Regions from separate parts of the Mus musculus genome. Here all the other regions are linked to region 5. The links are chromatin contacts, called in public HiCAR-type, HiChIP or PLAC-seq and promoter capture Hi-C maps. All regions are on one chromosome and are shown on one strand. Each heading gives the region's core, a stretch centred on a gene start, on an enhancer-like site or on the middle of the called end of the contact. The rest is flanking DNA. Distances are from core to core; before and after follow the strand shown. Region 1 holds the start of Bsnd (barttin CLCNK type accessory beta subunit). Region 2 has its middle 37 kb from the start of Gm12724. Region 3 overlaps Gm12724 (predicted gene 12724). Region 4 holds the start of Usp24 (ubiquitin specific peptidase 24). Region 5 holds the start of Plpp3 (phospholipid phosphatase 3). Region 6 overlaps Usp24 (ubiquitin specific peptidase 24).

Region 1 (4,278 bases), core at 529-3,028, 1.3 Mb before region 5:
CATAAGGGCCAAAGCTAGATTGGTCTGCTTGGGCTCTGAAGCATTTGGGAAGATCTTGACTGATCTGTCACTGCCCAGGCTCAGTTTCCTTATCTGGGAAGTGGGTGTGGGTCTGGGTGCACAGAGGCAGCACCCAGAGGATGTGACAGCACTGTGCCAGACACACAAGGCCACCAGGGGGCACAAGAAGCTTCTGTGAATGTGGCAGAGGTCCATCCCCTCTGTATGTTCAGCACTGACTCTCCGGAGCATGTCTAGGTGGCTCTGGGACTCCTTGGTTTAGGATGGGACTCTCCTAGATTACTCTGTTCCCATGGCATCCTCTGGTCTCCAAGCCTCTTTAAGAAGATCGTAATGGCTCCCTTAGAGGTTCCTTGCCAGTCACAACTTCAAATGACTTTTCCTCCATTATGTCACTGTACCAAAAGGGGAGGTGGCCTAAGGTCCACTTCACAATCCACAGGCGACAAAGTTTAAGTCCATAACCTAACTTCATCCCAGGGGTGAGGCTGGAGGTGACCAGAGACATGGCATCTGGGCAGTTTTCTCAGAGTGGCTGTTCCCAGTTCCTGAGGCACTCTACAAACTGAAGTGGAGGGGACAGAGGTGGGAGACAGTGATGGGAAGGGACCCCAGTGAGCAGGCATGCTGGCAGAGGTACATGAGTGGCAGATGGGGCAGGGAGGAACATGTAGGGCCCATTCAGAAAAGCTTTGAATGCAGGGACTCAGGGAGCTCACTGACGGCCGTGCCATTCACCTGTGAGCTCTCCCACTGCCTTGCTCTGGGTACCTGTGGTGATTCAGGATCTCTGCAGTGTTAGCTATGGAAGCCAATCTGACTTTCCCCATCAGCCACCTCAGAACTAGAAACCCTTCTCTAGACAGTCATTCTTATGATAAAGATGGCTTTCCAGGTTGGGGACCAGGGACAAGTGAAGTAGATGTCTGTCAGTCAGTCAGCCAGTTGGTCAGTTAATCTGCAGGGGCACCAGTTCACTTCAGCCCCTGTGACACACGCACGCACGCACGCACGCACGCACGCACGCACGCACGCACGCACTGCTGGGCTGTGTGTGAAATACAAAGGTGATAGGGGAGAGAGAGCCTAGAGTGAGCTCTGGTTCTGGCTACTGTCCCCCCCTCCTCACTCCCTTATAGAGGAGCACAGTAAGCCAGCTGCTGAGCCTGCACTACACAGCCGCAGACACAGATCCAAGACCATCCTGGGCTTGGCTGCTCGAGCCTGGCCCTGTGTTCACCTATGTTGTGGTTGACTAGGGTCACGCTAGTGAGACACACAGCCTCTCGGCTCTGGTCCCAGTTGCTCTGTGACTTTGGGCAGGCTACCTGTCTATGCCTGCGTCCTCATTTGTGAAACGGGAATGTGGCACCTGTCTCCTTAGTTGAACAGAATGGAGACATATCTAGGATGGTGACCATTTAGTAGGTACGGATATTTCTGTTGAGCCTAGATGATCAGGTGTCCTTGAGAAGGTGTCTTTAGGTGTCTATGCTGTCAGGCTGTGGCTTCTGAAAGCCACCGTGGCCCCACCCATGCCTCCCAGAGATGGGAGGTGCAAAGCCTGTCTGGCCTCCCTCTCCACAGTAAGCAAATGAGGTGATGTCAAAGCCATGACTGGCCCAGCCCCTGTGACTTCCCCCGCCTCCCTCCCCACCTCTGTCCCATGTTCAGAGCTACAATCACCAAACAGCTGGGCCCACAGGGGAGGAGAGTGGCAGGAAGAAAGTTAGATGGCTGGGACCTTGGGCCCACTGAAGCGTGTCACCTGCCCTGCTGGGCTCAGGGCTGAGAGCTGGGCCTGTGGAGTTTGCTCCTTGCTCTGTGCATCATCACCTTGGTTCTCAGCCATCTCCTGGAGCATCCTTCCTTGAGAGCCTGCTCAGCGTTTGAGGAGGATTGCGGGCAGTCCCCTGCTGGTGTGCTGATCAGCTAGCTACCAGGGCTGGTTAGCCACCATGGCTGATGAGAAGACCTTCCGAATCGGCTTCATCGTGCTGGGCCTCTTCCTGCTATCCCTGGGTACATTCCTTATGAGCCACGATCGACCCCAGGTCTACGGCACCTTCTATGCCATGGGCAGCGTCATGGTGATCGGGGGTGTCATCTGGAGCATGTGCCAATGCTATCCTAAGGTAGGGGGGCTGGGAAGGGGGCAGAAGGACAGGTGGCTCTCATGGTCCCCGGCATCAACCCCTGGCCTCCAGCTGCTGTGTTCTTTCCATTTGGACTCCCTATATTCTCTCTGCTCTGGGGAACATCCTTTTGCTTATCCATTCATCTCTCATTGTGGCTGATAAGAAGCCGTATGTCTGGACCTGGAGCCACCACAGGGACACAATGGGATCTATGCACTGGCCCTGTTTGATCAGAGCCAGAATCCACAGCTCACCCCAACCACGTCCCAAGCGCTCTGTGTTTCCTGGAGTCCCCTTCTCTCCTACAGACCCTATGCTACAGGGTTGGAGCTTGCTTTAAAATGCAGTGGTGAGCCCTGGGTTCTCTGTTTCATGTCTCCAGCTGCTGAGAGCTCTGCTGTGCTGGATCTTCCTGAGACTCAGTACTTTCATCTGTAAAACGCCACACACACACACACACACACACACACACACACACACACACACACACTACCCGTCTCAGCTCCGAATAGCCCTGTGGTAACCCAGGTATGATGTGTGGAGGACGGGGAAGGGCATATTTGCAACTGTAGTGTTGTGTTTAGTTAAACAACGTCTGCTGCTGTGATTATTCTTGATCTTTACACAGCCCTGAGGAGTGAACATTTCAGGTGCTGTAGAACTTTAATGCTCAGAGAGGTGGAGTGAACATCACAATGTCACACAGCTAGTTAGAGACACTCAGGGATATAGGGAGAGCAACAGGGGTCTAACTTGTGGTCTGCCTCTGAGAGCCTGGGAGACTGAGCCACTTTTTTTCTGAACCTCAGCTTCCTCAGCTGCACAATGTGGGTCGGGAGGATGGTGTGGGAAAGGGGGACGGACATTCAAAGTCCCAGTGAACCTTGATATTAACAGCCCTGTCCTTTCAGCCTCCTCCACCCCTCCCTACTTGGGAGGTGTGAGTACCCAGAAGGAGTTCTAAGAATTGGGGCCAGGTCCTAGCCTCTCCCAGTCCTGCCGCCTCTGTAGCCAGCCCTGGGCTGTCATGTCACTTATATCTGGAGCTTAGGCAGTCAGAACTGGTTTGGAGCCATTTATAAAGCAGTTTACAGTCAACTCTCCTCTGTGCGCTCAATGTCCTGAGCAGAGGTCACTGAGAGAAGAGGGCCGTGAGGCCAGAGCCACTATATCCCCACCCAGGGAGGGGGTGTTTGTTGAAAAGACAGCATCCTTCCTAAGGAGGGGATTGGGTAACAGCAGGGTGGCTGGTAGGGGGTAGGGCTGGTTATTAATGAGCAGCTGTTGAAGGCTCCTGTGCTGTGTGGGGAGATGGTATGGTGGTGGAAACCACACCTCCTAGTGTCCCTCAGACCCCAATTCAAGTCCCTGTGCCCTGTGCCAAGTCTGTGACCTTGGCCGAGTGGGCCCCCATGTGGGGCATGGCCAAGTGGAAGGAAGCAAAGGGTGCTGTGGGGGTGGGAGGGGTGCTGGTCCCGTGCCCGTGTGAAGCAGGCACAGAGGCCTCGTTCCTCAGATGATGTGGCTGGCCCTGGGAGGTCTTGGTAATGGTGGGACTCAGACCACTAGAGCCATCAACGTGGAGCAGGAGGAAGAAAGGGCCCCCACTCCTCACCACAGCTGCTCCATTAGGGGTTGAATACAAACCTGGTTAGATCGGGTCCTCATCTGGGCCTCAGGCATGGGTCAAGAGGGAGCATTGAGCCAGGATAAATCTAGTGTGGGGAGTTGTTAAAGATGCTGAGCCTGAAGGTTGAGCTGGGAACAGGAGCTGAAGAAAAAGGAGTGGAGTGGCAGGGAGAGGAGAGCCTTGGCCCCTCATCCTTTGGTCCTTACTTTGTCTGCTCTGCTGGGGCTCAAAACCAGGACCTGGTAGTTGGAGCCCCTGCCTTCTTTGTGGGCTTCCCTCTCTACGCTTCCTGACTCTTGGGACTGGTCAGTGTCCAGCCTGAATTCAGATCCCATGCGTATTCTCTGTGGAAAACTCCTCAGGAATGCCCATGGCTGTGAATAAAGGTTGAAATCTTTAGCCTGACCTTCTGAGGGGTTTCAGGTCCGATTCCTCCCTCTGATCATCAATTCTGTGAGTCCTTCCTCTTTCTATAGAATGCTGCTTCCT
Region 2 (3,874 bases), core at 1,009-3,508, 1.0 Mb before region 5:
CCACGAAAACCCAGAGATCCACTCGAAAGCTGCTCAGAAAGAGGAATGAGTGCCTGGACTGCAGTGCCAGTTACATCTCGGGCACAGTTGCTGGGCATGGTGCTCACTGAGGACCAGAGATGGCAAGAAACAAAGAGCTCTTTTCTGACATGCCAAGCCTGGCAAGAACCAGAAACAGGCCGGACTTCTGAACAAGGGCAAGAGTTAGACCTGCTCACTGTCAGGGTCCCTGCCCCTAACCAGGGTCCCTGCCCCAGACCACACCTGCTCACTGTCAGGGTCCCTGCCCCTAACCAGGGTCCCTGCCCCAGACCACACCTGCTCACTGTCAGGGTCCCTGCCCCAGACCACACCTGCTCACTGTCAGGGTCCCTGCCCCAGATCCACACCTGCTCACTGTCAGGGTCCCTGCCCCAAGTCTACCTATTAGTTTCTATGTATCTCCTGTTCTCATTGCTCTGCCATCCATATGTGTGTTGGAGCATGTGTGCCCCAGGCAGTAAAGTGTAATAAGAACGTTTAAAATGCATAAAGGCCCAGATCCCGTGAGGGCTGTTCACCATGCCTGTCACACATAGGACAGTTCTTATGTAATAGTATTAGCTTCAAAGCAATGCAGGAATTTATATAATAACACCCAGCTATGTAAAAAATAAACATGCCACACACATGAACACAGGGACACACCCATACTATACACACATTCACACCACACATTCATAATATGCACATATACATACACACACACCACACAGACAACACACACACACACACACACATATGCACCCCACATACACTGCTCATATACATACACATACCACAGACACAACATACACCCATACTACCACACACACATACTGCACACACATACATACCCACGCACCACACAGAAGGTGGAGGTGATAGTAAGAGAGGAGGTTATAATAGGAAGCATGAGACTGTTCAGAGTGTTATCTGTTCCCAGAAAGCCTGCAGGCCACTTCATCTTCTGACCCCCAGCTATATTTACTATTCTTTCCTCCTGGTGGCCTCTTCGCAGCACCTAGGCAGGTTGGGAAGAGCACTGTGTGTGTCTGTGAATAGGGACAGAGGGGCTAATGCCATTAGGAGGGGCTAATGCCTTTATTTATCGTTCTTTCCCCAGGCCCCAGAGCAGCACAGAGCCTGGAGTGCAGTGCAGTGCAGGGTGAAAAGCCTGGGTGCAGGAAGGGGCAGGGTGTGCTTTAAGGAAAGCAGAGGCTGGGGCCAAATACCCTGCTCAAGTCTCCCCTCCTCTGTGCTCTCTCACATCGAATCCCTGAGTTTTTAGTTGTTTGCCTTTCTAAGATGCCCCAGCCCTCCATTAGTTAACAGATGTATACGTATATGTATATGTATATGTATATGTATATGTATATGTATATGTATATGTATATGTAATGTGTGTGTATATGTATGTATGTATATCTATGCATATACACATAAATATATAATATAGGTATACACACATAAAGATATACATATATTTGTATATATACATATACAAATCATACACACACACACACACACACATATATATATATGATTTGAGGGCTCCAGATAATGGGATAACAGCTAATAACTGCTGTTCATTGGGCACTTCCCACAGGCTGGGCAGGTGCCAGAGCAGGTTGTGTACCCTTTATGAACTCTCTGGTCTGTTACCAGGCAGATTTCGGGTAGGCCTGGCAGAGGGGCGGAGGGGGCGTTGCACAAGGAGGAGGATGAGTTGCTGCATTTTTCAAAGGTCGTACCTAGGCTGCTGGTCCCAGGTCAGTCTTGGAACAGCAGAGCGTATAGGATTGCAGCTGTTTATTCTGGAGCTGTGCCAAGCAAGCAGGCCACATCTGTGATAAGAAAACAGGCTCACTGCAGGTGGGTGGGACTCACAGCTAATGGCTTTGTATTTGGACTTGATGTGCCTAATTTCAAAGCTCAGGACTTTCTCAAAGTGCCACAACTTGCCAGCGGGGCTCTTTGGGGGGGGGTGTTGGGGTTGGGGGGGGGCTTCTTCACCTCCGGACCCTGGAAAGCAAAGGAAGAGAAAATGATCTCTGTTTCTAAAAGCAAGCCTCGGGCGGGCGGGCTGTGTGCTGGCTCTGTGGAAAGGGTTGTGAGGGATGACTGTCCACTGGAGAGTTTGTCCTTTTCCGGAACGGAACGTGCTGTGCTGGCTTGCTCCCTTCCAGGCCCCAGCCCTGCAGCAAAGGGCTCTCAGTTCCAGCTGCGGGGAGGACCTGGCAGGTCCCACTGTGCTCAGTGGGACATCAGCGGAATAGAAACATTAGCCTTAATGGGAAAGGCCTGTGTGCGGAGGAAAGCAAAGACAATAGCTCCCAACTCAAGCGCTTACAGGCCATCAGCTCCTTTGACCCCTTCCTGGGAGGTAGGAGGAGCTTGCTCTAGACAGTTGGGAGCCAGAGGGCAGGCCTGGCTTGCAAATCTCTTCTTTTGGATCTTCTGGAGCCCGTGCAATACAGCACCGGAGATTTTTGGGGTCTGTAAAGGAGGATGTGGGGGAGATCCAAGCATGTTTTTGATGGAGGGAAATCTGGGAGAGTATCCCTTGGGTTCACATCCAACCACTTAAGAGCTGTTTAGTTATGAGCAGACCACTGGACTCCAGGCAGCATCTAGGCAACAGGTGCGGTAGTGTGTGTTTGTGTACAGATTTATATCAACAGTGGATTTATAGATTCCCTGTTGGTGAATTTGCTTGCTGTTCTAATTTGCTTTCTATTGCTATGGTAAAGACCACGATCTAAAACCCCTTTGGGCAGGAAAGGGTTTATTTGGTTCACAGGTCTCCATCACAGTCCATCACTGAGGGAAGTCAGGGTAGGAACTCAAGGCAGGAGTATGGAGGCAAGAACTGAAGTGGAGGGAGGTCCTGTGTGGAAGGGCACTGCTTCCTGGCTTGGTCTTTCTCATTTGCTCAGCTTGCTGTCCTGTACAACCAGACCATCTGCCCTGGGGTGGCTGGCATTGCTCACCGTGGGTTGGACCCTCCCACAGTAATCATCATTCAGGAGAATGCCACGCAGACTTCTTCACAGATGAATCCGAGGGAGGCATTTTTTTCAGCTGAAAGCATCCTTAGTCACTCTTCTATCGATTCCTTGAGGTAGAGTCTCTCAGTCAAACCCGTAGCTTGCTAATATAGCTAGTCTCTCCAAGCAGCTGGCTCCGGGATCCTCGTCTCTGCTTTCTGAGACTGGAATTACAGCTGGGCTGTCATGTTTACCTGGCATTTACATGGGTCCTGAAGATCCAAACACTGGTCCTCTTGCTTGTGTGACAAGCACTTTAACCACTGAGCCATCTCCCTAGACCTAGCTCCTGCACAGTTAAAGGGACGTTCCCTTTTCTGTCTAGGAAATTCTTCTTCACAGAGAAGATCATTGGACCACTGTTGACTGGCCTGGGTGTCTCGGAGCCCTAGCCTTGTAAGTGGACCTACCATGCTCTCTTTCTGGGTTCTTGTTCTTTCCTTTGTCAAATGGAGATGACCTCATCCTGACATCCTTGACCAAACAAGAGGACCATGGGCATGCTTTGAAAACTGTAAAGTACATGGCATGTGAGAGGTGGTGGTACTATTGCTCAGTGATGGGCCCCAGTCCTGTCATCCAAAAGACCATCTCAGCGCTGCTTCAGCCTGCTTTTCAGCCTTAGTCTGCACTGCTTCATGAGAAAATGAGTTCCATGTGGCTGAGCCCTGAGGTAGAATGAAGAATATTATCTTTTATTTTTTTTATTCCCCCCACCAAAGAAACAGAAGAACAATTCCCCAGCACGTTAGAAAACAAGCTTCACCCCTGGCTGGCCTTTGCCAAACCTGGTGTCCTGGCTTGTG
Region 3 (3,873 bases), core at 540-3,039, 1.1 Mb before region 5:
AATTTGGGCTAAATAAGACCCCTGGTGCTGACATAATAATAGCAATTACTCTCTCCTTCCTAATTTTCAGTTTTCAATTATTTGTGTAATTATTTGATTAATGCTTTTCTTTAACATGAATGTTGTTGATATTTGGGTTGGTTTGTATTTCCCTCATTATAGGTGACATAGCTGGTGCTAGGTATGCGGTAAGACTTTTTTTCCCTCTTTTTTTGGAAGAAAAGAAGAAAGAAGGGAATGAAAGAAGGAACATTAGAGATTACTTGTGAGCTGGAGGTCTAAAGAGAAAGTGACTGAAGGGAAGTAGCTTTAGTTGAAGAATGGTCAGGAAGGCATGGTGACCTGTGGACCTGTGGAACAGGAACGCATTGTTAGGGGCAGAGTGCATAGGCACTTTCTCTCCCTTGTAAGGCTGGGCCACACAGAGGTTAAGCACACTGTCTTAGTTAGGGTTTTACTATTGTGAACAGACACCATGACCAAGGCAACTCTTATAAGGACATTTGATTGGGGCTGGCTTACAGGTTCAGAGGTTCAGTCCATTATCATCAAGGTGAGAGCATGGTAGCATCCAGTCAGGCATGGCGTAGGAGGAGCTTAGAGTTCTACATCTTCATCTGAAAGCTGCTAGCAGAATACTGGCTTCCAGGCAACTAGGATGAGGGTCTTAAAGCCCACATCCACAGTGACACACATACTCCAACAAGGTCACACCTTCTAATAGTGCCACTCCCTGGGCCAAGCATATACAAACCATCACACACAATGAATGGGAGTCAGGACCTAACTTCTAGGCCTGGTCTGCTTGCAGTTGGCCACAGTTCTTCCCCTCTCACTCTTGATTTCATCTGAAGAGTAACAATGATTGTCTAATTTTTTAAAACCAAACTTGCACCTACCTTTTTGATTTATGATGTATGTCCTAGCATTAATCAGGCATGGCCGGCTTATAGTCATTCAGACTCTTAGTGTAAAGATATTGTCCCTGGGCAAAATGAAGAAAAAAAAATCAGCAGGTTGAAAGGGTATTGGCTAGCTCATTCGATTACCAGGAAGCCTGAAGAACCAGACTCACAGAGAGGGAGGAATAAGGAAGGCAGCACAGGCAGACCAGAGCCAGACTCCACCAAGGTCAGTGTGGGCACTTAGCTGTTGCCGGTGGAGCATCTCAGCTTGCCTGTGCCAGGAGGTGGCATCTGGCACCTCTGTCGGCAACATTGCCCCATTGCCCTCAGGAAGTGGATGCTTCAGGTTTTGCTGCTATACTCAGAAAAAAATTTCACCTGCGTGTACCCCCAGCCCCCGTACCTCCTCTCCTGTGTCACCAACTCTTCATCCCAAAAGCTGAACAGATGCAAATGACTCCCAAAGCCGGGTTATAGAGTTGAGTCCTGGCTGCCAGGAGACTAAGAAAACAGCTTCTGGGGGGAATGAGACAGACTACATTTCTATGGTAGAGAGTTTAGTTTCCCAGAGTGGGGATCAGAGGGCAACCACACTAGACAGCCAACAAACATCACATGTCCCGTAGCAGGTCATCCCTAAGGTCCTCTTGGTGACAACCATTCGTGACTCTACTATCTCAATGAGAAAGGACACAGCTGCCACTCAACCCACTTCCTATTAATCTCAGCTGCCTATAAAAGTTGTAACATAGTGGCTTTGTCACAGAAAAACATGCTCTGTCCTCTAGGTTCTTATTTCTGGGCACTATAGGGATGTATTGTGGAAGCCCTTGTACTCTGTTTAATGAGACGCTGAAGCCAGCTTGTTTTCTTGGCTCCCCAGCCCTAAAAATAGGGCATTATTGAATAGTCCAATAACCTGGGCAGTTTCCCCAGTGCAGCAAGCCTGAATGTGGATTCACATGTTTAATTGGCAGATGCTGTATCTACTGGAGTTTCTATTTTTAAACTTGCTAAATGCCAATTCTCCCTCAAATGTCAATTCTCAAAGCATGTGGATTTGTTTGTTTTCTTGGTAGAAATTACCTTGCAATGTAAAAGACACATTTATCATAAATGGCTTTTGTGGGGGGGGGGCTAGAAATAGCAATTAAAATATTTTTATTTTTACCCTTACTGTCTTCCTTGTAGTTGTCAAAAAGCTAGAGGGATAAAAAAAAAATGGATGAAAGGGGGTTTCTGAAAAAAGAATCCAGCTTGCAGGATCTTATAGTAATGTATGCACCTTCTTTACATGCGGTTTCCATCAGATCTGCTTCCTTTTTTGGCACTTGAAATTATCCAAGCTGCAGAAGCAAAGCAAGCTTTCTAAAATCATTCAGTGCGAAGAGCCAATTCTGGCTTAATTTGTTACTACTCCAAGGTAACTCAGAGGTGTGAATAGAAAGCAGTGTGACTGAAGCCCTACCTCCCCCCACCACACAGCTGACACATTTACATTGAATGCTGAGCTCTAAAAGGCATTGAACTTGGTCTGCCTACAGCAGTTTTGGAGTGAGCTTCCCAGCTGTGGACCTTGGATGCTTGAAATCTTAGCAAAGCCTCTGTAATTTGGGAACCATGGACATTAGCTGAGAAGGTACATGCTTTAGTTTCCCTTTTGTTGCTATGGCAAAACTCCAACAAAGCAGTTAAAAGGAAACCGGGTTTGTTCTAGTTCAGGGACCAGGGCTATGGTCTATCATGGCAGGGAGGTAGGGGCAGCAGGAGCTGGGAGCCACTGGCCACATTGCAGGGAGAGTTAAGAAGCAGAAAGCTGTGCTTGAGAGATGGCTCAGTGGCTAAGAGCACTGATTGCTCTTCTGAAGGTCCTGAGTTCACATCCCAGCAACCACATGGTAGCTCACAACCATCCATAATGAGATCTAATGCCCTCTTCTGGGGTGTCTGAAGACAGCTACAGTGTACTTACATATAATAAATAAATAAATCTTAAAGAAGAAGAAGAAGGAGGAGGAGGAGGAGGAGGAGGAAGAAAGAAGGAAGAAAGAAGAATGTTGCTTCTCAGTTGCCTTTCTCCACTCATAGTCAGAGATCCCAGCCAGGGAATGGTGACGCCCACAGTGGGAGGGTCTTTCCATCTCAATTTAAAAAAAAATCAAGATAATTTCCCCCAGATGTGGTCAGAGTTCCCTCACACTGGCCAATCTAGCTTAAATTAACATTTAAATTAACATGGACCACCACAGTGACATCTATGCTTTCTTTGGCACTAGCTGTGGGGAAGGCATGTGGGCGGTCCTGATTAAAAGAATGTGAGCTTCAGGGTCAGGTCAGTTAAGAGCCAATCTTTTCCACTCTCCAGCCTGGTCATGTTTCTCAAGGGCTCGGAGCATCAGATTCCTCCAGAGTGAAACGGAGGGGATTACACTTCCACTGCTGTGAATATTACAGGAATTAATGTGTGCAGTGTCCTGACACCTCATAAAAATTCAGGAAATGTTGACACTCTTCTCTGTACGTCTCCACCTCCGTGATGCTACTCTGCTCTTCTGCTTTCAAGCACTCCTTGTCATTTTCATCTTTAGTTGTCTGAGACAGGATCTTTGTAACGGCCTAGGCTGACCTTGAACTTGCCATTCTCACGATCCAGCTCCCTGAACTGGGTTACAGCTATGTGTTACCCCGCCCAACTTCTTCGTGTGCCTTTACTATCCTGTGCTTCTGATCCTGTGTGCTTTTCCTACCCTGTTCCTCGTACTAAAGATTTCTTCTCCCACCTTTGCATATTCAAGTCTAATTACTCCATTAAGGTCTGGCTCAAACAAAATGGTGTGTGAATGTCTGAGGCTAGCCTGGACTACATGTGACCATGTCTGGAAAAAAAAAATCAGAAAGGGTAAGCATCTTGTTCAAGGTTTCACATATCTCAAGTGAGTGGTAGGGTTGGGTTTTGGGCCTGGGCTAC
Region 4 (3,976 bases), core at 841-3,340, 1.2 Mb before region 5:
AATTACACAGAATTTTTAAAAATCCCCAAAGGAGGACCAACTGCCTTTACTTTCCCTACCAGTGAAGGACACAGATAAGCTAGCTACTGGTTAACGGTGGACTTCTACCTGGAGTATGTAGACCAACACCAGACTGAGAAACTGCTGCAAACACAGTTACCACACAGAACACTGCTCAGGGGGAAAAAAAAAAAAGAAATCAGGTGTCTTAGAAATTACCCAAATTAATTTCTCTAAAAACACAAGCCCACTTACTAATTTGAGATCTGTGCTGTTCTGTAGCCAGGCTAAGCCAAGCTGCTATCTTCGACCCTAAAATACACTATCCGAAGAAAAGTACAAAAATTTCTGCCACGGGCTGCCATTTTCCTGCAAATTAATCACCAGCGCTCTGGCTTCTGGGTGATTCTTCCTTGTTTTGGCAGGCTTGCCAGCCTCTCCCATGTTCTTTGCTCACACGGTAAACCAAACACTAAAAAGATCTTACTTAAGATCTGAGGGATCTGGCTGTACGTACTAGACTCCCTTCTCTAGACTCCAGTCCCATTTCTTCTCCCTAGTCTATGCCGCCCTCCCACCCCCGCCTCCATGTTAACCTCTCTGAGGCTACACCCCTCTCCTCGGGCTAATTTCTCTTCAGTGACCCTACTCCCCTCATCCAGGCCGTGTCCCAGCTTCGACCTCCCATTCCTGATCTCATCGCCGCCAGCTTCGACCTCCCATTCCTGATCTCATCGCCGTCTGGCCCTTCCTTTGCTCCTACTCCTTGCCCAGGCTTCTCACTCATTCCTTATCTCAGTCCCATTCCACTACTTGTCCTAATACCTGACCTTAGTCAAGCCCATCCTTACAACCCAGACATTAAAACAGCCAAACCTGCTCCTCTGCCTTATACTCATTCCTATCATTCCTGGTCCTGTCTAGGCCCTTCCTCATTTTAGACCCTGTCCTCTTCCAACGGTTGGCTTAAAAACCTAAACCCTTCTTCTAACCCCACTGGTCCTCCTGTCTGACCCGGCAAAGGCCTTCACTCTGGCAGGCCTATAGCGAGCACTATTTCTGACTCTGAACTGGTACTTATCCCAATCCTTCACTGAAATCTAGTGTCACAAATACTCTGGTCCACTGGGACCTCAGTTTTGACACCTGATATTCATGTCCTTCCCATTTCCCAAGCCACGCGGATTTGGAAATGTGGGCCCTCCTCCCCATCCCTCCCGGGATTCCTGCCCACCGCATAGACTCAGCAGGTAGCCTATGGAGACCCCGCCACGGCCCAGAACTGTATACCTAACTCCACGCGGGAATATTCCTCCCCCAAGGCCCTTCTCTCCATAGGACCCCAGTCTAGTGACCCCGATCTCGGACCAGAACTGGTGTTCTATTATCTCGGTGCCCCGAGTTTCATTACAGCCCCCGCCCAAAAGTCCCGCTGCGAGCCGGGCTGGCAACGCTCCCTGTCCTCGGGACTCCAGCGCGGCGGCCTCTCCCGTGAGGTCAGGGCAACCCCACTCACCTCCGCGTCCACCACCTCGTGGTAGGCGGGCGGGGGATCGAAGCCGCCACCACCTCCGGTGCTCCCGCCGCGGGAAGGCCCGCTGCCGTCGCTGCCGCTGTCGCCCCGTGGGCCGCCGCCCGGCCCCGGACTGGGGCCGCCGCTATCCATGGGCTCGTAGCCACCGTAGTCGAGGCCGGGCCGCTCGTTGGTGAGCAGCGCCACGGCCTCGTTGATGTCGTTCTTGGCCAGGCGCAGGGCCTTGCGGATGGTGGCCGGGTCCGAGAAGCCCATGCACAGCAGCGTGGTCATGTGCTGCTCCTCCTCCGATTCCATGGCTCCGGCCTCGGAGTCGCGCCGGCCGGCGTGCGGCGAAGCTGCGGCTCCCGGGCCTGGCGGGCCGTGCCGCGCTGCCTCGGCCCCGGCTCCGTCCCCGGCAGGGCCCCTGAGCTCCCGCCCCGCGCGTTCCGAGGCCGCCGGGCCAGGGTTAGGTGCGCGCGTGGGCGCAGCGAGCCGAGCTGGGGTGGTGGGGCGCTCAGGCGCGGCCGGCCGGCCCAGCCCTGCGCGCCGCCATGTTGGCCTGCTCCTCCTCTTCGCGGGGCCGCGCCTCCGCTCCCGGAAGCAGCCCCGGCGGCGCTCGGGCCGCCGTCCCCGGGCTCGGGCGGCGCGGAGCTGTGGGTGTGCGGACGCGTGTGTGTTTCTCCCAGGCCGGGGCCAGGGAGGGGCGTGCGCCGAACGTGTCTGAGGTGAGAGGCCGCGGAGCGCAGAGAGAGCACGAGAGTCCTCCGCCTGCGCCTCCCGCCCACCCCTTCCCCCGGCAACAGGTTCCCTCTGGGACGGGAGGGGCAGGCGCCGAGCGGCTCGCTGCCGGTGTCGCTGAGGTCCCCGGGCGCCCGGGCCTCGGTGCCCTGACGACACTCGTGTCCCATCGCAGGTGACTCTTCCCGCCGCCCCCGGAACCCTGCTTGGTTCTCCTGAAGTGTCCTGCGGTCCGAGGAAAGTGACCCTACGCGCCGCTGAAGCCCTCCTCGCCGCCCACAGACGGGTGCCCAGATCCGCAGGACGAGCATCCCCGCACACCCTCGCCCTCGACCCTCCAGCCTTCTCTAGAGACCCCTAGACCTTGAACTCCCACTCCCAACAACACTGACCACCTGTCCCACCAGGCCTGATAAACTTTACCATACTTTTCAGCCAGAACTGTATGACCGTCCTTCAGACACAGACACATGGAAATATTCTGGGTGTCTACTTCTATCCTGATTCTGACCACCAACCCATTTCTACTGAAGTCTTTGGCTCAGGGGTGAAGACTTTCCCCTCTGTTTCTGTCTTCCAGCGTTTGTTTAGCTTTTTGCCTTCTGTTCCCACCTCATTGGCGTTACCATGGCCAGTCCCCTTTGCCCCTTTTCCCGTTTCAGTGTCCTGATCTAGGTTTCTTCTCGGTTCTCTTCCCAAGATGCTGGTTCCTCTTCCTTCTCACATACTTGCTTATTAGTTCATCTGCTTTGGTCTTAATCCTGCTTTATTCTTGAACCCCCTCCCCACCCCCCAATCCACTAACCTTTCTTTTTCACACTGTTAAAACATTTCTGATGGCTTAACAATTGGACCTTCACATAGCCCAAATCTGAAATTACTGACAGCACTCAGAACTTTTCTCTGCATTCTCTGCCAGCATTTTTCCCCCTCAGATCCTGGTGGCTTCTTGCCTAATAATTTGATAGTTTGTAAACACCAGCTATTTGATTATTTACGGGGTGAATTTATCATTATATAGATATAGTTTCTATTATTCTTACTAAAGGCTAGTAATGGGTTTGATCACAAAGTAGACACCTGAATAAGAGGTAAGTTCTGGGGTGTCAATGAAATTTTAAGTACATATAATAGATAAAGACCAAAGTAGTCTAAGTTGAAAGCATCCTGTCACAGAATATACACCAACACAATAGGTCAGGGCACCTGTAATCCCAGCCCTCCAGAAGCTGAGCCTGGGAGATCTCCAGTTCAAGAATAGCCTGAATTACGTATACATAGCAAGACCTTGCCACAGAACGACCAACTGTACCATTTACCAAGTCAGATACCGTTGATGCTGGCAATGCCATGGAGAACAAAAGGACCATTTAATGATGGAAAGCAAAATAAAAACATTCCATTTCTACCTTGGGTTTGCAGAGTTAAGCCAACAGCTAAACTACTAAATGAGTTAGCAACAACAAAAAATTGCTTGCTACTAAGATTGGATAGAACTGAAGAGGTAATGAGAGGAGAGCCAGCCCACTCAGATGGCACAAAAAAGGCTCATCAGCAGTGGCAGGTCTGCAGACCATGACAGAGGAAGCTGTGCTTAGCTGAGAGGAGGAAGCAGAGAAGGAAGCAGAGAAAAACAAGTCTGTGATGAGAACTGGAAAGGAGCCACAAAAAGCCTGCCCCCCAAAACTTGCCCTCCCCCACAAAAGCCTAACCCCAAAACCT
Region 5 (4,012 bases), core at 1,351-3,850:
TGGAGAGGCACTTGCTGCAAATGAAGAGTTGAAGTGCATGCACATGTACCACACCCCTACATTCCACCCTGAACACACAGAAAAACATCTCGGGGTGTCATCGTCCCTGCTTACACTATAGTTAAACAGGTATTACTCTCTGCACATGGCTTAACACCACTTTCTTCTAATAAGAATGCAACGTTTCTAAGTGCACCCCACCCACCATCAGAAGAATGTCTAGAAGGGAGAGCAATGGGTGCGAAGGCTGTCGTCGGAAATCCAGCTCTTGCTTTCCTAAGGATAAAGCAGGAGGCAGGGGGCTTGCCAGCACAGGTACCAGAGAAAGTGCTGATCCCACCCACCAAGGAGACACTCAAACCCTGGGAGGCCTCAGCCCAGGTAGCTGCTGCACCCAGCTTCTATGCTTCTAAGTATTTAGTGGTCTCATCCTCCTCCTCACCCCAGGACCTGGAAGGGTCTTTTAAAAATTCAACAACTTGATTATAAGACCTTAAGTCATCTGGCTCACTACGCATGATAATAAGCCTGCCGCCACCAGGAAGGCAGGCCCCCCAGTGACAAGTCCTCTGAATAGCATCCTAAGGTTGAGCGCCTGGGATCTGAGCAGAGAATTGGATCTCCATAACTACTACTGTAAGCCCCCTGGCCTTTCACAGCCCGTAATCTTCCCTCCAACTGTCCCTATCACAAGAGGGCCATTCTTAATTTTAAATTCTAAGAAACCCATCGTCTCACAGAATTCTAAGGAAGGTAGTCCGGCAAGAACAAGAGGCCACTGCCTAAGAGTCTTCAATGAAGGAAGTTAAGCCAGGTCGCCACAGCCTGCCCCGGCTAACCCCCTTCCAAAAGGATGAAGCCTCCGTGCAGGAGTTCTTTCTATTTTGGGGGAACTTAACTGGGAACACAGATGTTTCTTCCGTTAGCCGTGTTGGCAGAGCGGCTCCTGGACGGCATCCGAGTTCTTAATGCAGGAAGGGGCCTCACAGACCATCTACTTGAATCCACTCATTCAACTGAGGAGGATACTGAGGCCAAGGGGGTACTTAGGTGGCACACCCAGCTGGTGGCAGAGGGGCAATGCTTTGGTGACAAGTTTTCCACACATTTACATCAAAAGTCGCTTTAAAGGAAAAAGTCCTATTTTTTTACTTCAACCCTGGATGTATGTCAATTGCTCCCCCCCCCCCCCCGTTTAATAAATCCTTTTTCTCCCACTTCAATTCCTGAGCCTCCCACCGCTCTTTCAGCTGAAACTTGCATCTGTTCTAATAGTTGAGCTAGCGCCTCAACTTTGAGGGAGTGTAGCTCCACTGTGGCCCCCAAGCAAGACTGTGGCAGGCAGCCTTTCTTTCAGTGGCCTCCCGGCACAAGTCAGGGAGTGAGCTAGTTTAAAGCTGATGCCCGGGAAGCGGCCTATCAACTGGCACACAGTAGGCGCTCAACAAGTGATGTGCTCCTCGCTGCCCAGCACCTGGCCCGGTAGAGCCGCGTTCCACCCTCTGGGGCTTTCAGCCAAGCGAGTAGCGAGTGACAAGGCCGGCTAGCGCGACTGGCCCTGCAAGGCAGCGCGACGGAAGGGGTGGATGTTTACATGCAGCCGGGACGAGCAGCGCCACTCCGGCAGGAGCCTGCCTTGCTCGGAGACCGAGATGGGTCTCACTCGCATCTGACTCGGATACAGAGCAGAGAGCCACAGGTTTCCTCCATATCTTGGAGCTCGAGCTCACACCTTCCGAGGTGCTGGGCCGGACTCCCAGCTGGAGATCACCCCTAAGGAGGTGGTTCCAGCTGCCGCGAAAGCACAAGCACGCCCCAACTTGAATTCGCAGGCCGGGGATTGGGGGTCCGGGAGGGCGGGGAGCTCGCGGCCAGCACGGCGCCCGGGGGTGGGGGAGATGGCTGCGGGACCCTGGGGGCTGACAGCGCAGCGGGGCCCGGGGCCCGGAAGGGGTTGGGTGGGACCCGTGGGACTGCGCTCACCCATGAAGAGGCAGAAGAGGTCCAGGCAGATGAGCAGCACCCGCTTGCTGCCGCCCTTCCTCGGGTTGTTGTTGAGCGCCGGGCTGCCGCCGTTCTTACTCTCAGGGACGATCGCCTTGTCGTACTTGTAGCTTTGCATGGCGCTGGCTGCGGGGAGCCTCCCGGGGCGATGCGGGCCGCCGCTGCTCAGGAGCGGGTATGCGGGCTCGGGACGCGGCGGCGAGAGTGCAGCCCGGCGGAGTAGTTCCAACTGCAGACGCGGGTAGGTTTCCCCTCTGGGCGCCTCTGCTTTCCTCTCAACCCCAAACTGTTCGCTAGTCCAAGGGGAAGAGAGCCAAATCCCGAGCAGGAACTTTTGCAGAACTGTGCTGCCCCGGACGCGTCCGGCTGGCGTGCGTCTGCGTGCTGGAGTTTGCGAGTGGGCAGCGTCGGCGTCCCGCCACGATCCTCCGCAGCTACTTAATGAATGGAGCAGCGCGGAGCCCTGCAACTCCGCAGCGTCCTGCAGCTAGCTCTCCTCAGCGTCTGCCCAACTCCAACTCTGCCTCCTCCTCCTGCTCCTCCTCCTCCTGCTGCTGCCGCCCGGGCTGCCGCTGTGATCGCTCGGTTTGTTTTCTGAGCTTATATTTCACGAGCGCCTTTAAAAAGCGAGGGGGGAGGAGAAGGACCTCCTTACTTGGCTCCAACAAGATTCAGAAAGCACAGCCCCTTCCTTAAGCTGCCTAAAACGTAGGATAATTAAGGCCACATTTCCCCCACCCCTTTTCCAAAAAAAAAAAAAAAAAAAAAATCGTAAAAGAAAAAGTTGTTCTCAAACCAGAGAATCAGGGAGCCCCTAGCGTTCAGAAACTCCAAAGCATCACAAAAGGGGAGGAAAAAAAACATATAAATAAAATTTTTTTTTCTTGCTGGCCTTTGATTAGAGGTGGGGAGAGGATCGGTGGGAGGTCTATAATACTAAAATGCTTTCTTTATTTACTTGTTTATTTATTTACAAATTTCAGCCTTGAATTGGATTATCCTAAAAATTCAATTTTCAAGGAAAGCTAGGTTGGTTGTTGTTTTGCTTTTAACGCTCAGCACCGGATAATTGTGCTAGATTCCGAAGATCCTACGGTGTAAAAGACTCCGGGCTGGGCGGTGGTGGCGCACTCCTTTAATCCCAGCACTTGAGAGGCAGAGGCAGGCGGATTTCTGAGTTCAAGGTCAACCTAGTCTACCGAGTGAGTTCCAGGACAGCCAGGACTACACAGAAAAACCCTGTCTCGAACCTCCCCTCCACCCCCCCCCCCCCCGAAAAAAAAAGAGACTCCAGAGCCAGACCCCCTGTTCTAGAATCCTATGTCTCTGTGCCTTAATTTCCCCGCGAGTAAACTACAGACACCAAAATATTTCTCCCCAGGCAGTCATGGTGGAGATATAATTGATTCTTTCTCATGTGCTTCTGCAGCAAAGCTTGCACAACAGAGGAGCTCGGTGAGTTGAGCCAATACTACTAGTTCTGAACGTGGGTAACCAAAGCCAAGCCTGCCCGCCTCTTTCCTAGTCCAGCTGGCCTCCGGCATACCTGAGCATTATTGGCCTTGACTTTCAAGGAATCTGATGTTTCCCTTTGAATACTTTTTATATGGTTTTATATGATTTTTAAAGTTGATTACTTTTTTATGAGCTGGTTTTTTGTTTTTTGTTTTTTTTTCCTTCAAGAGAATCAACACTTGAAGGGTCAGGACCCTCCCTTACATTTTCCTTAGTATCAAGCTTGGAGCACAGTACATAGCATACAAATGCACATTTCTTCCAAGGGTCTTTATAATACAGAGGTGGAAATGGCTCAATGGTTCTAGCATTGTTGTTTGTTTGTTTGTTTGAGACAGGGTCTCTCTCTCTCTCTCTAGCCCTAATATGTCTTAGAACTCACTATGTAGACCAGGCTGGCCTCAGACTCACAGAGATAGATCTGCCTGCCTCTGCCTCTCGAGAGCTGGAATTAGATGCAGCTGGTTCTAGTTTTTATAAAAAGATTATTCTA
Region 6 (3,867 bases), core at 507-3,006, 1.2 Mb before region 5:
AGTTGGAACTATTAATGTCTAATTTCTATGTTTATCTTGATAATTTTAACTTCTGACTTATACAATTAGTTTGGATGTTATAGAAAGCACACCATGTCCATCAGATCTTTATCTGTGGTAGATTGAAATGAGTAATTACAGCTAAGACTAGACAATTAGTACAATTCCCAGTACGGAAGTTACTTTGCTTCTGACTATTTCCTGAGTTTCCTGCACATTACAAAGTGTTTGGGGGCTGCAGATCCAGCAGGGGACGCAATGAACAAGTCTCTGGCTTAGTGGAGCTCAGCGCAGTTGGAGGAGAGGGGATGATGGCAGTATCATGAAAAGTGACTGTACTGTACAGACGGCTGTGAAAACAAATGATGTTGAAAAGTGAGGGAAGGGTTTGGGTTGTGTGAGGGCATGGGGAAGGCTTAGGCTTTGGGGAAGATGGTCAGGGAAAGTCTAACCAGGGTGTTCTGTGTGCAGAGACTTGAGGAAAGAGGGACAGCCAGTGTAAAGGACCTGGGGCAGTAATCTATCTATGTACTGAGGAAATAGCAAAGAGGCCAGGAAGGAGGGAGAAACAGAATCACTGCTCTATTGCATTGTGTTGGGTTTGGGGACTTAGTAAAGAGTTGGGTTTTACTGTGGATAAGCAGAGAAGCCTGGGAGTTCTGAAGAAGGAGCATGCCTGAGGAATAAACTGGAAGCACAGGAGAAGGGAGAGAAATTAGGTCAGCAGTGATTGGTTCAATCCAATTAAGAGGTGGAGGCAGTGTGCACGCATGAAAGGGGTACAAACAGGTGGAGTCTAGACTCTGAAGGAGGCCACGCTCACATAACAGAAGCAGAGACAGTAAAACGTCATAGTTACTCAAGGTTCTTAGGCAGAGCATGCAGGAAGCTGGAACTGCTCTGCTCAGAAATTGGTAGAACTTCTGAGTGTTATGGGCAAGATCACGTTAGGTTTGAGATAGCTCAAGTAGGGTGATGAGGAGGGTGTCCAGACTGAAGACTCACACTAACATGGAGGGTAACAGTGTCACGTGGATTTAAGGCTGTGAAAATGGATGGAATCACCAAGAACAAGAGAAGACAGAGCAAAGATATTGAGGAACTAAGGCCCAGCATCTCCACCCACTAGAAGTCATTAGCAAAGATTACAGAGCCAGACCTAGCAATATATAACTCTGGCAGGATTTACTTACTATAAACTAGTAACCAGGGCGATTCAATTCCTTAGTTACAATTATCTCCAATAGAGCAGACATGGCACCCTGTAACACCTGATGTAGAATTGTATGTGTGGACATGGATGTGTATGTACACAAAAGGCTCAGCAAACACTCAAACATTCCTTCAGAATTAAGCACTCTAGCACTGTTTTCTCCTGTTCTCCATCCTCACTCTCTCTATCCCTTCTCTCATCAAAAGGAGCTTTTTATAAAGCAATGCCAGCTCTTAACTGAAACCTGGCTTTCTCTGAAAGAAATGAATTACTAATAAGCCGCCTCCTACCCAGTTGCTGACTCCGAAGCTGCAGGCACGTAACAAGAAGAGACAAAGCCTCTCCAGCAATCAGGGCATCTTTGGTGGACACAGACTGCTGCCGGACGCAGATCCCAGCATGCAGGGCTGCTGGCTCTCCTTCACTGCTAGAGCTGCAATTGCTTCCTGAAAGCAGGGAACACAGTTTACTATGGCTCCTAGGAGCATGCAGTATTGTAATGTAAGACCCACAGTCCTTGTGCAACAGTAAATACTGCAACAAAGCGTTGCCAGGGAACAGGAGATGTCATCTCCCTATTTGATACACACCAGCTGCTTTGTCTTAAACACATTTGCAGGGACTCAAAATGTTTTCACATGACAAAGCTCCTTTCAGGTGGGAGAATGCCTTGTGTCTTATAAGATGATCTCAACAGACTACATGGACACAAGAATACTAAAATATAACTTACTTAATATTTCTGTATATTCTGTCATAATTAAAAAATATTATTACACTGGGTGTAGTGGCACACACCTTCAATCCCAGCACTGGGGAAGCAGGGTAGACAGTTTGAGGTCACCCTAGTCTATAGAGCAAGCACCTGGACAGCCAAGGCGATAGCGAGACCCTATCCCAAAAAACCCAAACCAAGCTAAACTTGAAAAACCTTTTACTATCGATGTATTTATAAACATATAGAGCAGGAAGAACTAATAAAGCCAAGTAATAAAGCTACATGAAAAGGCCCAACAGAAAATAAGTTAACAGGGCTAGAGGTGGAGACAGGCACATTCCTAGGGCTTGCTCAGTCAGCCCAGCCTGATGGGTGATTTCTATGTCCTCGAGAGACCCTATCTCAAAACAGCTGCTCTCACCCCAAACCAGAGAGAGAACAAAAATATCTGAAGAACACTAATCTTATATTGGTCTTTAGCTCACACATATGCTATGCATGGCGCCCCCCCCCCCCAAGCAACTCTCTGTAGTTGGGGCATGGAGCTGTGCCAAACCAAGAAGAGCTGTTTACCCTGCTAGACTTCTGGGAAATTCATGTTTCAGCCAGAAATTATAGTTGTAACACCTTTACACTCAGCAAAGCTAAGATGGCAGGACTTGACATCTGCACTTATTCCATGTGCTAATAAATGCCCTTTTTCTTAAGTAAGGTGCCAAGACTCATGCATTTTTTAATCATGTTCAAAAACAAGAGGAAATGGGTGTGGTGGCGCACGCCTTTAATCCCAGCACTCGGGAGGCAGAGGCAGGCAGATTTCTGAGTTTGAGACCAGCCTGGTCTACAGAGTGTTCCAGGACAGCCAGGGCTACACAGAGAAACCCTGTCTCTCAAAAAAAAACAAAAAAAACAAACAAACAAACAAACAAAAAAAACCCAAGAGGAAAAGTTTCTTTTTATAATCTGACAAATCTGCACATGGATTATTCTTACAGCTAATTCTTGCCCAATGTTCTATTATTGTCCTTTTTGCTATGGAGATTTTTCTACATGGACATTGTATTTATGTCACTTCTACCTCCCATAAACCCTCCCCCCTCAAATTTATGGCCTCGTCCTCTTTAATTATTATTGTTATAAATACACACACACATGTATGCATATGTATACAGGCACACACACACATACACACACACACACTAAAGGGGAACATACTGCTCTGCGTTTACTTAAAAGCACAGTCCCACTTTAAATCAGTACCTGAGCTGCTGAGTCTACTTCTGATCCCAGCAGGAAACAGAGAATTGCTTTCTTTAATTGGCTGGCTACTTCCGACAAGGTCAAGCCGTCCTGCAGCTGCAGCCCATGACAGTCTCATGAAACAAGCTACGGTGGCAGTGAAATCACTTGCTTCCATAGTCTAAGGAGGCATGGAAAGGGTATTGTGAGAAAGACATGCTGGCTTCTCTGACGGGGGCCTCGGGGTACAACCCTCCCCTCCTAGATCTCAAAGGACTGCCCTTCTCACATCAGCCTCACATACATACGCTCCTTAGGACCTGTGGTCCCTAGTCCCATGCTTTGGTTTTACCCAATCATTGTTTTCTTGCCACATACCCCTCTACACAGTACACTTCAGCTCCCATGAACGTCCTGTCACTCAGCATGTGAGCTCCGGTTTTGTTCTTTTTACTTGAACAAATCTCTCCAGCTCCCTCATTCTGTTTACCATCTAATCTTTAGGACCTCGTGGCTTAACCACACACAGCAGCACAGGTGACTGACTTTATCCCTTACTGCTGAGACCACGGAAGGCGGTGTTTCTGGAGTTTTACACTTGCTACTTTCACCCTGATCACATGGTTTCTGAACTTACAGTCAGTCTCCTTCCTACTCATGCTGCACTGCTTGAAAGCAGTGTCACACTGGGGCTGTT

Evidence for each region. Promoter capture Hi-C pulls out the DNA fragments that hold promoters and counts their contacts. HiCAR-type assays count read pairs that join an accessible place to other places. HiChIP or PLAC-seq counts read pairs in DNA pulled down with a chosen protein or histone mark.
Region 1: a contact with region 5 is called in an H3K4me3 HiChIP or PLAC-seq map of forebrain, with 10 times the contacts expected there. The contact joins the promoter of Bsnd here to the promoter of Plpp3 in region 5. A contact is called at or near these places in 1 of 39 promoter capture datasets (cranial neural crest), 1 of 115 datasets of contacts at active chromatin or transcription factors (forebrain) and 1 of 9 other capture datasets (adipose tissue).
Region 2: a promoter capture Hi-C map of liver shows a contact between it and region 5, with 8 times the contacts expected there. The contact joins the enhancer-like site here to the promoter of Plpp3 in region 5. A contact is called at or near these places in 17 of 39 promoter capture datasets (the 3T3-L1 cell line, 3T3-L1-derived adipocytes, the C10 cell line and 11 more), 1 of 15 datasets of contacts at CTCF or cohesin (the NIH/3T3 cell line), 21 of 484 Hi-C or Micro-C datasets (the AML12 cell line, CD8 T cells, the MNK3 cell line and 15 more), 14 of 115 datasets of contacts at active chromatin or transcription factors (the SCID.adh cell line, T-cell acute lymphoblastic leukemia, craniofacial prominence and 9 more) and 3 of 9 other capture datasets (adipose tissue, embryonic stem cells and pancreatic islet).
Region 3: a promoter capture Hi-C map of liver shows a contact between it and region 5, with 7 times the contacts expected there. The contact joins the enhancer-like site here to the promoter of Plpp3 in region 5. A contact is called at or near these places in 3 of 39 promoter capture datasets (the C10 cell line, cranial neural crest and liver), 4 of 115 datasets of contacts at active chromatin or transcription factors (embryonic forebrain, embryonic stem cells and stem cell-derived neural progenitor cells) and 1 of 9 other capture datasets (pancreatic islet).
Region 4: a contact with region 5 is called in a HiCAR-type map of astrocytes, with 12 times the contacts expected there. The contact joins the promoter of Usp24 here to the promoter of Plpp3 in region 5. A contact is called at or near these places in 14 of 39 promoter capture datasets (the 3T3-L1 cell line, 3T3-L1-derived adipocytes, the C10 cell line and 9 more), 11 of 484 Hi-C or Micro-C datasets (the MNK3 cell line, cardiomyocytes, cerebral cortex and 8 more), 22 of 115 datasets of contacts at active chromatin or transcription factors (T-cell acute lymphoblastic leukemia, astrocytes, bone marrow-derived macrophages and 15 more) and 3 of 9 other capture datasets (adipose tissue, embryonic stem cells and liver).
Region 6: a contact with region 5 is called in a promoter capture Hi-C map of hippocampal neurons, with 14 times the contacts expected there. The contact joins the enhancer-like site here to the promoter of Plpp3 in region 5. A contact is called at or near these places in 12 of 39 promoter capture datasets (the 3T3-L1 cell line, 3T3-L1-derived adipocytes, the C10 cell line and 8 more), 2 of 15 datasets of contacts at CTCF or cohesin (the NIH/3T3 cell line and large pre-B cells), 61 of 484 Hi-C or Micro-C datasets (3T3-L1-derived adipocytes, the AML12 cell line, B cells and 38 more), 12 of 115 datasets of contacts at active chromatin or transcription factors (the NIH/3T3 cell line, astrocytes, craniofacial prominence and 8 more) and 2 of 9 other capture datasets (adipose tissue and pancreatic islet).

Annotation. Positions count from the first base shown.
Region 1 is chr4:106,489,743-106,494,020 of GRCm38.p6, reverse strand. Bsnd (barttin CLCNK type accessory beta subunit) reads left to right here and starts at 1,778. Exons shown (of 4, transcript NM_080458.2): 1 at 1,778-2,156. The coding sequence starts at 1,980.
Region 2 is chr4:106,198,370-106,202,243 of GRCm38.p6, reverse strand. No RefSeq gene overlaps it. Among named protein-coding and RNA genes, the nearest start is that of Gm12724, 37 kb to the left of the region's middle. Within about 2 kb of position 2,258, at least 64 of the 459 cell types and tissues checked have an H3K27ac peak or open chromatin away from gene starts, as enhancers often do. A contact at or near this core is called in adipose tissue, fibro-adipogenic progenitors, liver and 2 more, where this site is marked.
Region 3 is chr4:106,260,852-106,264,724 of GRCm38.p6, reverse strand. It overlaps Gm12724 (predicted gene 12724), which reads right to left. Exons shown (of 5, transcript NR_151521.1): 3 at 900-985. The region is part of intron 2 of Gm52671 (a long non-coding RNA gene); the gene reads left to right. Among named protein-coding and RNA genes, the nearest start is that of Gm12724, 26 kb to the right of the region's middle. Within about 2 kb of position 1,789, at least 33 of the 459 cell types and tissues checked have an H3K27ac peak or open chromatin away from gene starts, as enhancers often do. A contact at or near this core is called in liver, where this site is marked.
Region 4 is chr4:106,314,327-106,318,302 of GRCm38.p6, reverse strand. Usp24 (ubiquitin specific peptidase 24) reads right to left here and starts at 2,090. Exons shown (of 68, transcript NM_183225.2): 1 at 1,517-2,090. The coding sequence starts at 1,831.
Region 5 is chr4:105,155,935-105,159,946 of GRCm38.p6, reverse strand. It overlaps Plpp3 (phospholipid phosphatase 3), which reads right to left and starts at 2,600. Exons shown (of 6, transcript NM_080555.2): 1 at 1,984-2,600. The coding sequence starts at 2,122. It overlaps Gm29838 (a long non-coding RNA gene), which reads left to right and starts at 3,276. Exons shown (of 2, transcript XR_376486.3): 1 at 3,276-4,012.
Region 6 is chr4:106,387,985-106,391,851 of GRCm38.p6, reverse strand. It overlaps Usp24 (ubiquitin specific peptidase 24), which reads right to left. Exons shown (of 68, transcript NM_183225.2): 35 at 3,192-3,351; 36 at 1,504-1,659. Among named protein-coding and RNA genes, the nearest start is that of Gm40218, 65 kb to the right of the region's middle. Within about 2 kb of position 1,756, at least 21 of the 459 cell types and tissues checked have an H3K27ac peak or open chromatin away from gene starts, as enhancers often do. A contact at or near this core is called in brain, cerebral cortex, cortical neurons and 2 more, where this site is marked.